Regions from separate parts of the Neogale vison genome. Here region 2 is linked to region 1. Evidence: chromatin contacts called from public Hi-C data. All regions are on one chromosome and are shown on one strand. Each heading gives the region's core, a stretch centred on a gene start, on an enhancer-like site or on the middle of the called end of the contact. The rest is flanking DNA. Distances are from core to core; before and after follow the strand shown.

Region 1 (6,990 bases), core at 2,390-4,889:
TTAGAATGGCTTCTGCTATTGCCACTGAACTCTGACAGATCTAGAAAACCAGCAGAGAGACCAAGTAGCCCACAGGGCAGAGAAGGACCTGGCAGAGCTCATGGGACTCTGATGGACTGGAAGTGAGTAGAAGAGAAAGTGAGGAAGATACCAAGCATGGAGTCAGGAATGACTCCGAGGTTTTGGCATGCATTGTGGTGCTATTTACTGAGATGAGGAAGAGCAAGTTCAGAGAGGAAATGCAAGAGTTTGTTTTTGGATGCGCCTATTAGACATCAGTTTGGCAATGAGATATAGAATTCTGGAGCTTGGGGGAAGAGCTGGGGGCTGCAGATAAATCTGAGATCCATTTGTATATCAAAACACTTAAAGGCATGAGACTTGATGTAATCAAGGGGATGAGTGTAGATAGAGAAGGGGTTGAGCCTTGGAGCACAGCACAGTGAGCTGGGGAAGAGGAGTAGAATCCATTTCAGTATATCTGGGAGTCCCTGGGGACCCTGGTTAAAAGTGTGAATTCCAGGATCCTACTCCCTCCAATTCTGATTTGAGCACATAAGGAGGCCTGGCAGTCTGCATTACTGGCAAAATCTTTAGGTCATTCTGAAATGGGTAATTCGGAAGTGCTCTTTGAAAAACACTGAAATAGATTACGATCATCTTAGGAAACCTCTTATGGGTCCTTAAGTTCAAGGATACTTCTTTTCTTTCTCCCCACTTCCTCTCATCAGTCATGCATAGACTTGTTAGATGCTCACGGGGGAATTTGGACCTTCTCTTTTTTCTAAACCCCTTTTGTAAGGGGGTGGCGGGGAGGGGGGTGGGGAGTGAACCATAAACTCCTGCCAGGGAAAGGAGAGAGGGTAAGGCCTGAACATAGTGTCTTCCCTCCCAAAGGAGCAGACTGTCCTTTAAATACCCAGTCCGATGCCCAGTAGTAACACTTCATAAAGCAGTTGATGAGAGCAGAGTCAGTATTTCTTTGTCTACAATTACAAGTCGTCTAGACTCCTTCCATATCTCAGGGAGGGCCTAGCAGTCCTATTCTTCCCGGTGTTTCCTGGCAGGTTTAGAGAAGATTGGATGAAAAGCAAATGCTTAGCAGCCTGCTCTAGCTTTTCCTCTCCTGTCTATCAAAATTAAGGCTGATTAAGCCTCTCTACAGAAGAGAGTAACCATTCCTGTTTATAGCGTCATTGATATCAGACTGAATTCTTACAGACGGTGAACCTGTGTTTCTCAAATATAAAGATATGAATATATTTCCACTTGGACCTCGTCTGGGACTGGGACGCAATGCTGTTGCTGGTAAAAATTGCATGGACATAGCCACCCTCTGCAGTTCAGTGGTTGCAAGGGATCCTGAAGCAGCGGGAGCCACGTGCTGTGATAATGATTGCATTGATTAAATGCCAATTACTCCTGGACACTTTTCAAAGGCCTCTGCTGCAGAGTCGAAACTGGGCTTTCAGTCTGACATTAGATCAGATCTCCATAATCCTAGGTGATAGCTGTTTTGGGATCTCCAGCAATTACTTGTGTCATGTGCTTTAATCAACTGCATGCTTAGCATTGTAACAAGTCTCCACACCCACTGCGAAGTATTACTCAGCCTCCATCAGCCTCCATTCCCCCAGCCCCCACCCTGCTCACATGAACCTGAGCTTCTGACCCACAGATGATTAAGTCACTCTGGTGAATCATGCTCGTTGGGGTGGGGGGGGCCTTCCAGCCAGAGCCAGGCATTCACCACCAAGGGCCTGAAAAGGGAGGATGGATCCTATCAGCCCAGCCAGAGGTCAAGTTACCTGTCACACTGTTCCACAGGGTATCAGTCTTCTCGCTGGCATCCAACCAGCAATTAATTCATCTACTCAGCACAAGCTTCCATTAGCCAATTCTTAGGAAAGGTCAAACTTGTGTAGTATCCCCCAGGAAGTTCTTCCCAACAAAGCTTTAGCCCAATCATCATCTTAGGCTGATCTTGCCGCCATCTTTGAAATGGCTGGCAGGCTCTGACAGAACATGACCAACTAAAGTTGGACTAAAAAGGTGACTCAGTCACCAACTTGCTGTGTGACCACAGACATCTCATTTCGGAGCAAGAGGGTCAAGCAATATGTTCTCAGAGATTCCTTCTGGTTCTGGCATTCTATGGATTAAGTTTGTTTTGTGCAGAGAGCTCCTTAATCATTTATCAGAGGTAATTCTACTAGTTTGCTTGGTCTGCCATAACAAGGTACCACAAACTGTGTAGTGTAAACAATAGAAATTTATTGTCTCGTGGTTCTGGAGACTAGAAGTCCAAAAGCAAGATATTGAGAGGGTTGATTCCTTCCGAGGGCCAGGAGGGAAGGATCTGTTCCAGACCTCTCTCCTTGGCTTGTAGAGTGCCATCTTTGTCTTCACATGGTGTTCTTCCTTTTATGCATGTCTGTCTCCAAATACCCCCTTTCATAAGGACACCAGTCATATTGGCAGTGGGCCCACTCTGATGGTCTCATTTTTTTACTTGATTACCTCTGTAAAGACTTTATCTCCAAATGAGGTCACATTCAGGTACTGGAGGTTAGGACTCCAGCACACGAATATTTGAGGGGACACAATACGATCCATAACAGCAATTAAACATCAACTATATGTAAGAAATAAAGAACAAAGACTTGATTGATTTTAAGGCTGGTGACTGACAGGAGCAGGGTAGGCTAGCAAATAAGTATAGATTGTTGAATTTATTTTGTATACACTAATGATTTAAGTCTATAGAGTGTACTTATCTTTGTCTCCATATATGGATTTTTGTAAAGAGTCAGCTCTGAATCCCTTTGTATCTGAAATCTTTAACTTTCCCAAGCTTTATAATATTCGTTCGTCTGTTTTTATAATTGAATGTGAAACTTCTCAAAAAAAAAAAACACTTATTTAACCAATTATTGTTCAAAGGAACCCCATGGGGATTAACAAGTAGGTAGGCCATTATTTAATTAAGTGACCCTGTGGAGGTTTGATTGAGTTTGGCCATTGGGGGATATAATTATGAGTAGAATATATTCTTCTGTGCTGATGAGCCTTCTGTTCCTATAATGCTGTATGATTTTATATATATGAGACAGAGAAAAGGAATGCATTAGATTCTGCTGACTCACAGCTTGAATGGAAATAAATAAAAGAGCTCATTCAACATGAACAAGGACAGATGGGGGGGGGTAGAACAGGGTCTTGTCCCTAAAGAACCTGACAGAAGTCCAGATTTATCAGCAAGAGTATATTCTTCCAATCAGTGGTCTCTTTCCAAATCCTCTCTAACCTGGAAATCCACTAGGTGGAGCAAAGGACCAGGGATTAGCTGACCAGGAGCCTTCACAAGCAAATATGACCAGCACTGCAGCCATTTCTTCTCCTCTACAAAGGCTAGGGTAAAACTGGGTAGCGGAAACTGCTTAAGATCAAATATTCCCTGCTCATTAAAATGGAAAGTAGCCCAAAGAATAAAGAAACTCGGATTTGCTGAGTTGGACATGATTACTTAACACACACGAGGCACACCCATCTTGGAGACTTTCCCCATGGCTTGGCTCTCTCTCTACACATTTCCTTTCTGCTTTCATTGGTGGCAGATGGAATTTGGGGCAGACCTCTCACCCAGGCTCCTGCAGTCAAAAGATCCTATGCTTAGATCATACATCTTCCTTTTCCTGCCTGCTAGAACCCTGTTAAAATTCTATCAACCTGGTTTCTATTTAAACATTGTTTCTTTGATTCCAGGCCCATGGATTCTAACACTTCCTGCTTTGGATTCCAATCTTGTCTTCTTTTTTGCACTTATAGGCTGGTTAGCTGAGCAGAGGCTGGGAACTTGTCTAATTTTTATTTGAGGATGTTCAAGGTGTAAAGGGGAACTATCCTCATTTCCATTTAGGTTTTTGTCCCTTCTGCAAAGTATACTCTGTATGCCTTTGCATTCAGACTGTGAGTACTAACTGTCCCATGTCTCAGTCTAAATTTGTGCCAATGGGAGACATAGTTTTATTGATCTACTACAGTCATCATTCCAGAACGATACAAGTTCAAACACATGGAAATGATGAGGGAGATGAATTCCCAATTCAAAAGTATTGTTTTTCACGACTATGACTCTGTGGCAGGATAATTTATTGACATATTAATTTCTTGAATTTCTTTCCCAATTTTTCTCTTCCCCTTTTGTCTAAGCAAGTTAGAGAAGAGCTAAGTAATTTTCACCATACAGATGTTTTGCAGAATGATCTTGCTGTCTTTAGATAAAACCTGAGCTCATTGAAGACAGTGTTCTTCATGCCTTTGAAGGCTGTGGGGAAAGAAATGGAACCAATTTCCTGAGAATATAAAGATGTTTGTAGCTTGGGCAGGAGAGTGGGCAGGACTCCATTCTGTGGCTGGAGAGTGTTGGTCTGGGTTGGTGGATATCTTTGGGGTCATCACTGAGGGTTCACTACTGGCAGGGTCTCTGCCAGGCCTTGCTGCCCAGTAAGGCCTCAAGACCTTGCATAACCCTTGGAGGGAGGAGCCCCTAGGAATGACTGAGATTATATTTTTTGCCAATAAAGGTGGATGGGAACTAAGAATCAGATGTAAGTTGATTCAGAGAAAATAAAGAAGTGAGTATTTCTTGCACATCTGAGCTTGTTATCTTAGTTTTATACTGGCTGCACTATAATTAAGAGTTCATTATGGAGGTCTGAGATTATACAGGAGTCTAGTGGCTAAGAGACTGGTCTCTGGAACCAGAATGCCTGGGTTCACATCCTAGCTCATCACTGACACGGTGTGAATTCTTGGGCAAGTTACTCAGTCTCTCTCTACCACAATTTTCCTCCTCTGTGAAATGCAGATAATAGTACCCACTTGGAGTGCCTGGGTGGCTCAGTCAGCTAAGCATCTGACTCCTGGTTTTGTCTCAGATCATTATCTCAGGATCCTGAGGTCCAGACCTGCATCAGGCTCCGCACTGGTTGTGGAGCCTGCTTGGGATTTTCCCTCTCCCTCTCCCTATCCCTCTTCCCCTCCCCACTCACTCACTCTTAAAACAAATAAATAAATAAATAAAATCCACCTTACAAGGTTGTGGTTGAATCAAATAAAAAAATGTATGCTAAGTGTTAGAAAATCAGTACCTGACATCTAGCAAAATTCAATGAATGTAAGATATTATTCCTATGGAATTTCTGTGTCACTACTGTGGCTGTTGAAATTTTAACTATCTTTGAAGATATACTACATACAAATGGTACGAAATCCAAATGTCTAAAAAAGGCATAAATGAAAGATAAAGATGTAAATGAAAAACTGTTTTCTAATTTCCCTCCCCATATGCAACCTGCACCAGTAATTTCTGTGTATTAAACAAATGTGGTTCCCAACAAATGTCTCTGTACCATTTCCCCCCTCAGCAATACATGGTGGAGGGTCATTGTTTAGTAATATCCCATTGTGTGAATGCACTCTAGCTTACTGTCTCATCAAACTTCTTCATGAAGGGATTTTTTTTTCTGTGTTTGTTTATGGGCTTGATTGTTTGTTTTGCTCTCATAAATAATTCTGCAATAAATATCTTTATCCCTACATCTTTGAGCACATCTGTGGAATAAATTTCTAAAAGTGGAATCACTGAATCCAAGGCTTTGGGCACTATAAAATGTGGTAGTAGATACTGTCAAAGTGCCCTCCCCACACAATGATACATACACCCACAACCTTTGTGTGGAAATGCCCACAGAGGAGATTGTTCATCCCCCCCCTTTTTTTTGCCAATCCACCAAACATCTGCTTATAATTTTTGTTTGCACTTAAGAGATTAAGCATATTTTTATATTTTAAAAATCTCACTTCTAGTTCCTTTTTCAGAAACAGTCAATGATCAAATGGATTGTTCAGGAGCAAAAATAATGCATATGCTTGTTTTACAAAGATCCTTTAGCCTAACCTCCAGAAAAAAATTATTTCTGCCATCACAAGCTACTTTGTGAAATAAACAGGCAGAAATAAACAGGCTTCTCCCACTATCTGAAACAGAGCTTTCTTACAAAACCTTTTGTAACCTGAAATGGGGTAATGCAAAGATGTGATTACTGTTAATTTATATGGAAAAAATTTTGAGCATTTTCAGACCCTCAAAATAACCAGCTTTAGGGTTTTCTGATACCTTGACATACATCTTGCTAACAGAGGCACAAAATAAATGGAAAGAAGGCAGGGATACTCACAGACCCAGTTTAGAACTCCAATGGCTGGACGCTGACGGGTTGAACATAGTTCCAGGGGAAAGGAGCGAGCCAGGACCCCCTCAGTGCTGTTTCCGGGATGCCCACTGCCTCTGTGAGGGCTCCCAGTGAAATGTTATTTTCACTTTCCAGCATTTTTTATAAAACCAAAAATCCTCTTTGGATTTCTTTCAGTTAGCCAAAACAGGTACTAACATAGATCTTTCATAAAGGCAAAGTGGTGTGAGAGGAACTTTCAAAAAGCAGGGGATACCTGTATACTCGGAATTCTTGGTGGCTGTCCCTCCATTCCACTGCACCAGCGACAACAGGAGAAGACTTTGGTTTCCTTCAGTGTATTTGGTGGCAGAAGCTTCCCAGGGGTCAGTGGATGGAAATGATAAGATGCTTCCTTGGAAAGGTTCCTACAGGCTGTCACCTGCCCCGAGAATCTGGATTATCCAAGAGCAAAAGAATCTAAGTAAATCTTTTACATCCAAGACACTCCACGGAACGTGTTCAGAAGGGAGAGCAGCAGAAAAATAAAATTTTATAACTATTTTTAAGTATTTTTTGAAGATTTTATTTATTTATTTGAGAGAGAGAGCAAGAGAAAGAGAGAACACAAGCAGGAGAGGGGCAGAGGGAGAGGGAGAAGCAGGCTTCCCGCTGAGCAAGGAGTCTGGCGTGGGGCTTGATCCCACTTCGACCTGAGCCGCAGACGCCCCATGTCTGAATAACTTTAAAATGA
Region 2 (6,761 bases), core at 1,905-4,404, 260 kb before region 1:
CTTGCTGGGAGGGAGAGGGTGGTTGGCTCCTGACGTCACATTTCTCCTGTTGCCAGCAGGGCTCTCTCACCACAGACCAGTCACAATCCCTCCTGGGTAGCTAGACTCCTGGGTTGGAGATCTCAGGGGGCAGAAAGGGGATATGAACTGGCAGCATCGAAACCTAAAAACGTATTTTATTTCGAAGTTGTGCTTTGGATTTTCCCCAATCCAACATCTGTTGAGTGACAGTCTTAGGTTCACACAAAGCATCTCCAAGCATACATACAATATTCCAGTTATCAACACTATTTTAAAGAATATACCATTTTACACAAACGTGACATACAAGTCAGACGCCACAACATTGCAATTCCCTGGAAGATCTAAGCTTCTCTTCTGCACGTGGGGTACACACACACCAGCCCTTCCGGTGGTCTGTTCATCCTGTTGCTGGCGTCATCTCTCCTCATCTCCTTGGGGAGAAACCAGGGCGCCCTGAGAGGGTTGGCTGAGACCAGTGTTTCCAGCTGACAGGCTGCTGGCTGCAAACTCCTCTCTTCCAGATTGGGATGCTGGTAGCCCCACCCCGCCTCCAATCCCCCAAAGACTGACCCGAGTCTGCACCAAGAGAAGGATCCATGCCTCAAGGGGCGGAGTGGGGCTCTCTGAAGCATCATGCTGGTTGAGGCAAGCAGATCTGAGGAAGACTGGTCTCCCTAGGTCCTGGGTGGCCAGCTCCTTTTGGCTCTTCGGTGTAAAGATCACAGTGTGCAGCCTGAATTCCAGTTGGCCGCAGGAGCTCTGCCGAGAAGGACTCTCCTTCTGTGGGTTCCTAGTCCCCTCGACAGGTCGGTCTCGCAGGTATCAGGAGCACCAGAGAGGGGAAGACAACGTGGCTCCCAGAGCTGGGGGAAGTAGGTGGCTGCTCACACACTGTCCAGTTCATGAGGCAAATCAGCAGAGGGACACTGACCAAGGGGATGGTGGACACAAGTCATGTACAAGGGCCGCGTGAGAAATAAGGCAGGAACAACCAAAGGGGCCCAAAGCGTTGTCATTCAGAAAGCTTTGCTTTGACTTTCTCAGAGAGGAGTTTGCTGGGAGGAGGGGGAAAGGGCAGGTGTGGGTCCCAGTGTTGATCGGTTGGAGCAAAAGGAATGTAAAGTGAAGGGGAGGGCTTCCGTTTTCATTAAGGAAACAGATCCTTTGGTCTGAAAGCCCCTGTTGGCTCAAGACCTGTGCAAGTCCATGTGACAGATGACGACAGGCCAGTGAACAGAGCAACAAAAGCCAAGAACCAGAGGCCTGCGGGTCACTTCTCATAGGCTGACGCACTCCACTGACGAGTTCTTCCTTTCTCCTTTCTAGCTCTTAGGGTGGTCATCCTGGTGTGCCAGGTTAGCCTTTAGTGATTAGCGATGCCCCCCAAAGCTGCTCTTTCCTTCACCCAGAATGAGGAAAATCCTACCACTTTCCACAGCACCAACTGCCAACTTCAGAAGATCCAAAAAGGATCTTCTAGGCTAAACATAAGGAAACTCAGATTTTCCTATCTGAATGGCAACCCACCACCTCTCTTGATCTATAGAAAATAAGGCTAAAAGCATAGATTTAAAGCCAGGAAATAAAAAGGAATGAGCTTCAGCTTTAACTGAAGGAGTTCTCTGAGACTCATGCAACAGGGGGTGGGGCAGTCCCCAGCCCTACTGCCAGGACAGCGTGAAGCCAGGGAAGCCGGGACCAGGGGCACCAGGTTTAGAGACCAGATTAAAGTAGGCAAGGGCATCATTTCTGCTTTTTTGGGAGGAGAACCAGAAAAAAGGCCAACAGAAGGCCAAAATATTCAGTATCCCAATTTTTTATTTTGTTAGATTCCGGTCTCGGGAAGACTTTAGAACCCACAGGGCCAAAGCTCTCTTAGTTGTTCTTATTTGGAAAAAAAACAAAAACAAAAACAAAAACAAAAACAAAAACCCACAGGTTTTAAGGAGTAATGTCTCTCTTTAATCTAACTAGGGCTCTCCAAGCCCCTGTTGGTCCCTGAAGAGAGATCTTACAGAATAACCAAACCAGAGAGGTGAACTTTAGGTTACATTTTCATTCGGGAACAATTTGGGGGGCTAGCAAAGCTGACTTTAATTTTTGAATAAGATAATGAATTTTGTCTTAAATGCCCAAAAACCGTGGGAGGAAGAAGGACCTATTTCTCACCTTTTCCAAACCTGCCATAAACACAAGTAAAATTCTCTTAAGACTCTTTACCCTAAAAGGAACCAGCTATAAAACTGTCTTATACAGGAAAGTGTCTTAAATGGAAAATGGCCCATCAGAGACAAAGACAGGAACCCGAGAAATGTCTAAACATTCAGAAAAACTTCAGAAGTTCTATAAAAAGACTGGGTTGTATTCCTAGAGGATGGAGGAGAGCAAAAGCAAACACCAATGACCAGTTCACACCAATAGAAAGAAGACAGAGAGAAAGCTTCCAACCCCAGACAGATTACAGGATCCAGTTCCATCGTGCTCAATTTTTTATGATGGAGAGATTTCAAAGGTTAGGTCCTCTGGCCCAGACAGAACAAGAGTTGGAACAGAAACAGAGACCCCTGGTGGCTCTTGTGTGAACTGCCACAATAAGTTAGAAAGAGACTGGTCTGGGACCAGGAGAGGCTCCACATGCCAGAGACGAGAAAAAAAACGTGTGTGTGTGTGTGTGTGTGTGTGTAAAACGAAGAATGGACTATATATGGTTCTCTATAGTCAGTACCCAAAACAAGATGCCACTGAGAGCTGGCTTTCAGCAGCCAACCATCTGGTCAGGCATCCCCTGTGTCTGAGGGGACGGAGACGTGAGCCCGTGTCCTCGTGACTCGCCGTGCCAGATTTCACAGTGACCTGATAATGGAAAATCCTATCTCTGGCTACCCTAAGAACAGTATGTACTGCGGCTGGCTGGATTACGACGACGGGGAGAAGCAGAGGGCAGTGGGAAGGGCAGGGCAGGGTGGTAACGAGGGCTTCATTCTCAAGGTTTTGGGTGACGGGAAGGCTAATTCCTGCAAGAACAACTTAGAATCTAATTTTCAACTGAAGTCCCCAAGCTAGTTAAATAGGAAGATTTTTTTTTTAATAACAGTCATTCCCTCCAGTCCCCTTGTCTAGAACAATTAAGTTACATCCCTCAGACAGTACAAGACTTGTCAGTGGACTGTGGGGAAGATGATGAGTTGACACCAGGGCTAGTGGCGTTTGTTTTGGGGAAGACCGTGGGCTTGGGTCGTGTGGCTGGCGGCTTGACGGGGGCAGCCATCTTGACTGACTTGACAGGCCGGAAGGCGCAGGCGATGTCCCCGGCAGTGCTGGCACTGCGCTGGAAGGCGGGCTCGGGGTCCTTGAGGAGCTGGGTGTGCAGCGGGCTGGAGGGCTCTGATGTGGGGGCCACCACTGGGGAAGTTTTGAGGGGCTCCAAGGTGTCCAGAACCACATCAGGAGTGTGCTTGACACTGCTCTGCCGCTCGAGCTCCCGCAGCTCATTCAGGGCAGAGTTCATAGTTGCCTCAATATCCTGCAAAACAGGAAAGAGGAGGTGAGGCCAGTAGAAGGAGAAGTCCCCAAGGATCCTATTTCAACAGCATAGGCCAAATCACAAAGAAACCAACTGGAGGGAGATGTCCAGATTATTTTACTTGGCCGAAATCCTTAAACATATGAATGTTCAGAATGTAGGGAAAGGGAAAAAAGGGATTTTCATTATCAGGAGATTTCTTTTTCTTCCTTTAGAAAAGAATGGTGGAGATGTTATTTTAAATCGAGTCCTCAGGTTTTAGAGATATGCATTGAAATAATTCTGGGTGAAATGACATATAATCCAGTGCCGGGGCGGGGTTGGGGGGAACTGCTGAAGTAAGAGTGGCCAGGAGTCTGGTCAGGAGTATGTGGGATTTATTATCCAATTCTCTCCACTTTTGTGTATGCTTGGTATTGTACATAATAAACTATTTCTCACTAAGTGGTGGAGATTAAGTATGATCTTTCTTTTCTTGGCTTCAAAGCCAAAGGTCGAGAAGGGCCAAGGGCTGAGGAAAGGTTCCAGAACCCTCGCCCTGAAGATTCATCAGGACACCTCCCCCTCACCCCTACGCCCACCCCTACCCCACCAGAGAGCCCAATTTGAGGAAGCCCTTTCCCTCTACCCATCACCACGAGAGGGGATGGAAGAGCGACCAGGAGGGGGAGCCAGAGCCCGCACAGGTGATTCACCTCCCGGGAGCCACAGTGGAACCACCCAGCTCTCAGGAAACAGCAGAACCAGAGACCCTCTGTCCGCAGCCAGCTGCCCCTCAGGGAGACCTCCCAGCTCCCTCCCCACCTCTCCACACACTTGTGTCGGGCACCCCCAAACCACCACAGGGCTCCTCCTTGGAATCAGGCTCACACGTCAAGATGACATGTTCCAAGCCAAGGCCCTGGTTAAGGCCCTTACAGGGTGAGCTATGCTTTCTGTTGACGGTGATTTTCACTCATCCCTATGATTGTTCTCAAACCATAAAAATGCTCAGGAAGAATCCCATCATCTCCTCAGTCCTGCTCTGTAGTAGAGTCTGTACGGGGAATGTATTCTAGCTTCGTCTTAACACCTGGCTGAGGGAGCTGGGAGGATCCCCACGGTGCAAGGCAGATCGCAGCCATGAGCTTCAGCAGACGCGCAGGAGGAGAGGGCTAGCAAAGCAAGACATCGCAGGCCCGCTGCTTAATACTATGCTTGCCGGGTACACCTTCCCTAAGCAGAGCATCCCAATTAAGCCAATAGAGACCGGACGCAGCCTCTATTGCCCCCTGGAAGACGGGGCAAGAAGAATCTCAACTCAGTTGAAACATAGGAGGGCAGCAGGGAGCCCTTCGCTCCTACCTGGTCTAACGAAAATTATAGAGTTGGGAGAGGCGTCTGAGTGAACTGCCTGCAGCGACCCCAGAAGTGGGACTTCTAGAGGTGGGGCTGGATCGCTAATAGTCCACGGAAAACAGAGACTTGTCAGTGTGGTGCTTACGCAGAAGGAAGACCCCATAACCAGAGAGCTCACTGCCACTGCGCCTGGGGACTGGGGCTGGAAACCCTTCCGTTACCTGCACCCCCCCATGAACCCAGGAGCTGTCGGTGGTCTTCCTCTTCCCATTAGGGACCAGGGATCAGCTGCAGGGAGCGGGACTGGGGCGCGGGCGGGGTGACAGAAAAACATGGCCAGCACTACATCTGAGCCTCAACACTCGCACAGCTTCACGAAAGCCTTACCAGGCTCTCGAAACCCGAAACTTGGGCAGAATGGACTCTATCAAAAAACTCTAATGTGTTGCTTTAAAAAAAGTACAAGCCTCGAGAGCCTGTATGTGAAAAAAAGTCTGAATTCTTTTATTCTGTCTTCGAATTCTTGGGGAGAGTGGGATAGACGAATTGCGTAGAGAGCTGCCTTCTTGGGTCCAGACGTCTAGCAGCCTCTGAATTTGGTATGTGATGCACAGACTTCCGTGGTTTCAAGGCCCGTCGTAATTAACGTAATTAACGTGGCGCTACGTGGGCGCAACAAACGGAGATGTGCTAGCCGGGCGTCCAGAAGCCCCACCCCACCTTACCTGTGCAATGACCTCAGGGTCCACGGGCCGATGGTTATTGAAGCTCTTTGACCTCCCTGCTGTCACTGTCTTCCGGATCTGTGGACTGTCCAGCCGATTCTTCAGGGACGAGTGGCGGCTGATGGAGTTGAGGCTCCCATGCCCACTGATAGAACACTTATCTGGCCCTTCCTTGGGGAGACTCTGGCTCATGATGGGCTGGGAAGATGGGCGGCAGCTAGCCCCCACCCCCGGGGTGGCCGAGTCAGTCAGGGAACCGCTCAGCCCATGGCTGTCGCTCCGAAATGTTTTCCGGATACTCCCAGATTCTGGCCTCTTCCTTTGCCTTCAATCACAAACAGAAAGGGCAGCGTGATCAGGGATTCCTGTCCCTGAGGAAGCTGGGGCAAGAGTGAGAGAGGGGCAGGTGCTGGCCTCCACGACTTCTGGGAGAAGAGGGACACACGGCACGTTCTCTCCTTGGCCTCACCTTCCCTTGCTTTCTATGTGTCTCTGTTCCCCTGCCACCCCCAAACTGGGCAAAGCAGAAACAGATACTTACTTGGTGGTCTTGAGCTTTGAGGTCTGGAGATATAAGGTGCTGCCAGGAAAAATGTCTGATTAAGTTAAAGTTTCTAATGGAAGACAGATTCACAGAAATTACCTGTTTTGAACAGAAACCTAAGAAACCTACCCAGGTAGGAGAAAAATTCTCACCATCACCAAGAAGGCAGAGGAGAATTGGTTTTTCCAAATTCTAGCATGTTTCTTAGTCCAAGCACAAGATCGTGATCATTTTGGATTCAGGCCTAAGAGGCCGTTGTTGCTTCTTGGGCAGACATGGAAAAGAGTACTTTTCAGGAGGCTGCAGTGTGGCAGGGTCAGGGCCAAGTTTGTGCCTTTTCTTAGGGTGGAAATACATCTATGTGACCCTAAGTCACCCAGTACTGGGCTGAACCCTGGCTCTGCGCGAGCTTTCTTCAGCCCGCTGAGACTCTCCCACAAGATGGCCTGGCAGAATCCTAGTAGCATGGGTGTTGCCTACTGCCGAATAATTTCATTTTTTTCCCTTGGAATCAGGTTCTCAAGGATCTAATCTAAGAAGAAATCCGACTTCTGGTTTGGGCTGGCAGCTGGGCAGCTCTGATCTCGAAACCACTAAGGACCACGAA

Evidence for each region. A called contact is a pair of places that touch in the nucleus more often than the background predicts.
Region 2: a Hi-C map of fibroblasts shows a contact between it and region 1, with 7 times the contacts expected there. The contact joins two enhancer-like sites. A contact is called at or near these places in 2 of 3 Hi-C or Micro-C datasets (fibroblasts and muscle).

What each region holds. Positions count from the first base shown.
Region 1 is chr10:74,564,775-74,571,764 of ASM_NN_V1, reverse strand. No RefSeq gene overlaps it. Among named protein-coding and RNA genes, the nearest start is that of FAM72A, 23 kb to the left of the region's middle. Within about 2 kb of position 3,639, the one cell type or tissue checked has open chromatin away from gene starts, as enhancers often do. A contact at or near this core is called in fibroblasts, where this site is marked.
Region 2 is chr10:74,821,999-74,828,759 of ASM_NN_V1, reverse strand. It overlaps SRGAP2 (SLIT-ROBO Rho GTPase-activating protein 2), which reads right to left. Exons shown (of 23, transcript XM_044267773.1): 22 at 5,611-5,935; 23 at 159-3,547. The coding sequence ends at 3,164. Among named protein-coding and RNA genes, the nearest start is that of IKBKE, 8.5 kb to the left of the region's middle. Within about 2 kb of position 3,154, the one cell type or tissue checked has open chromatin away from gene starts, as enhancers often do. A contact at or near this core is called in fibroblasts, where this site is marked.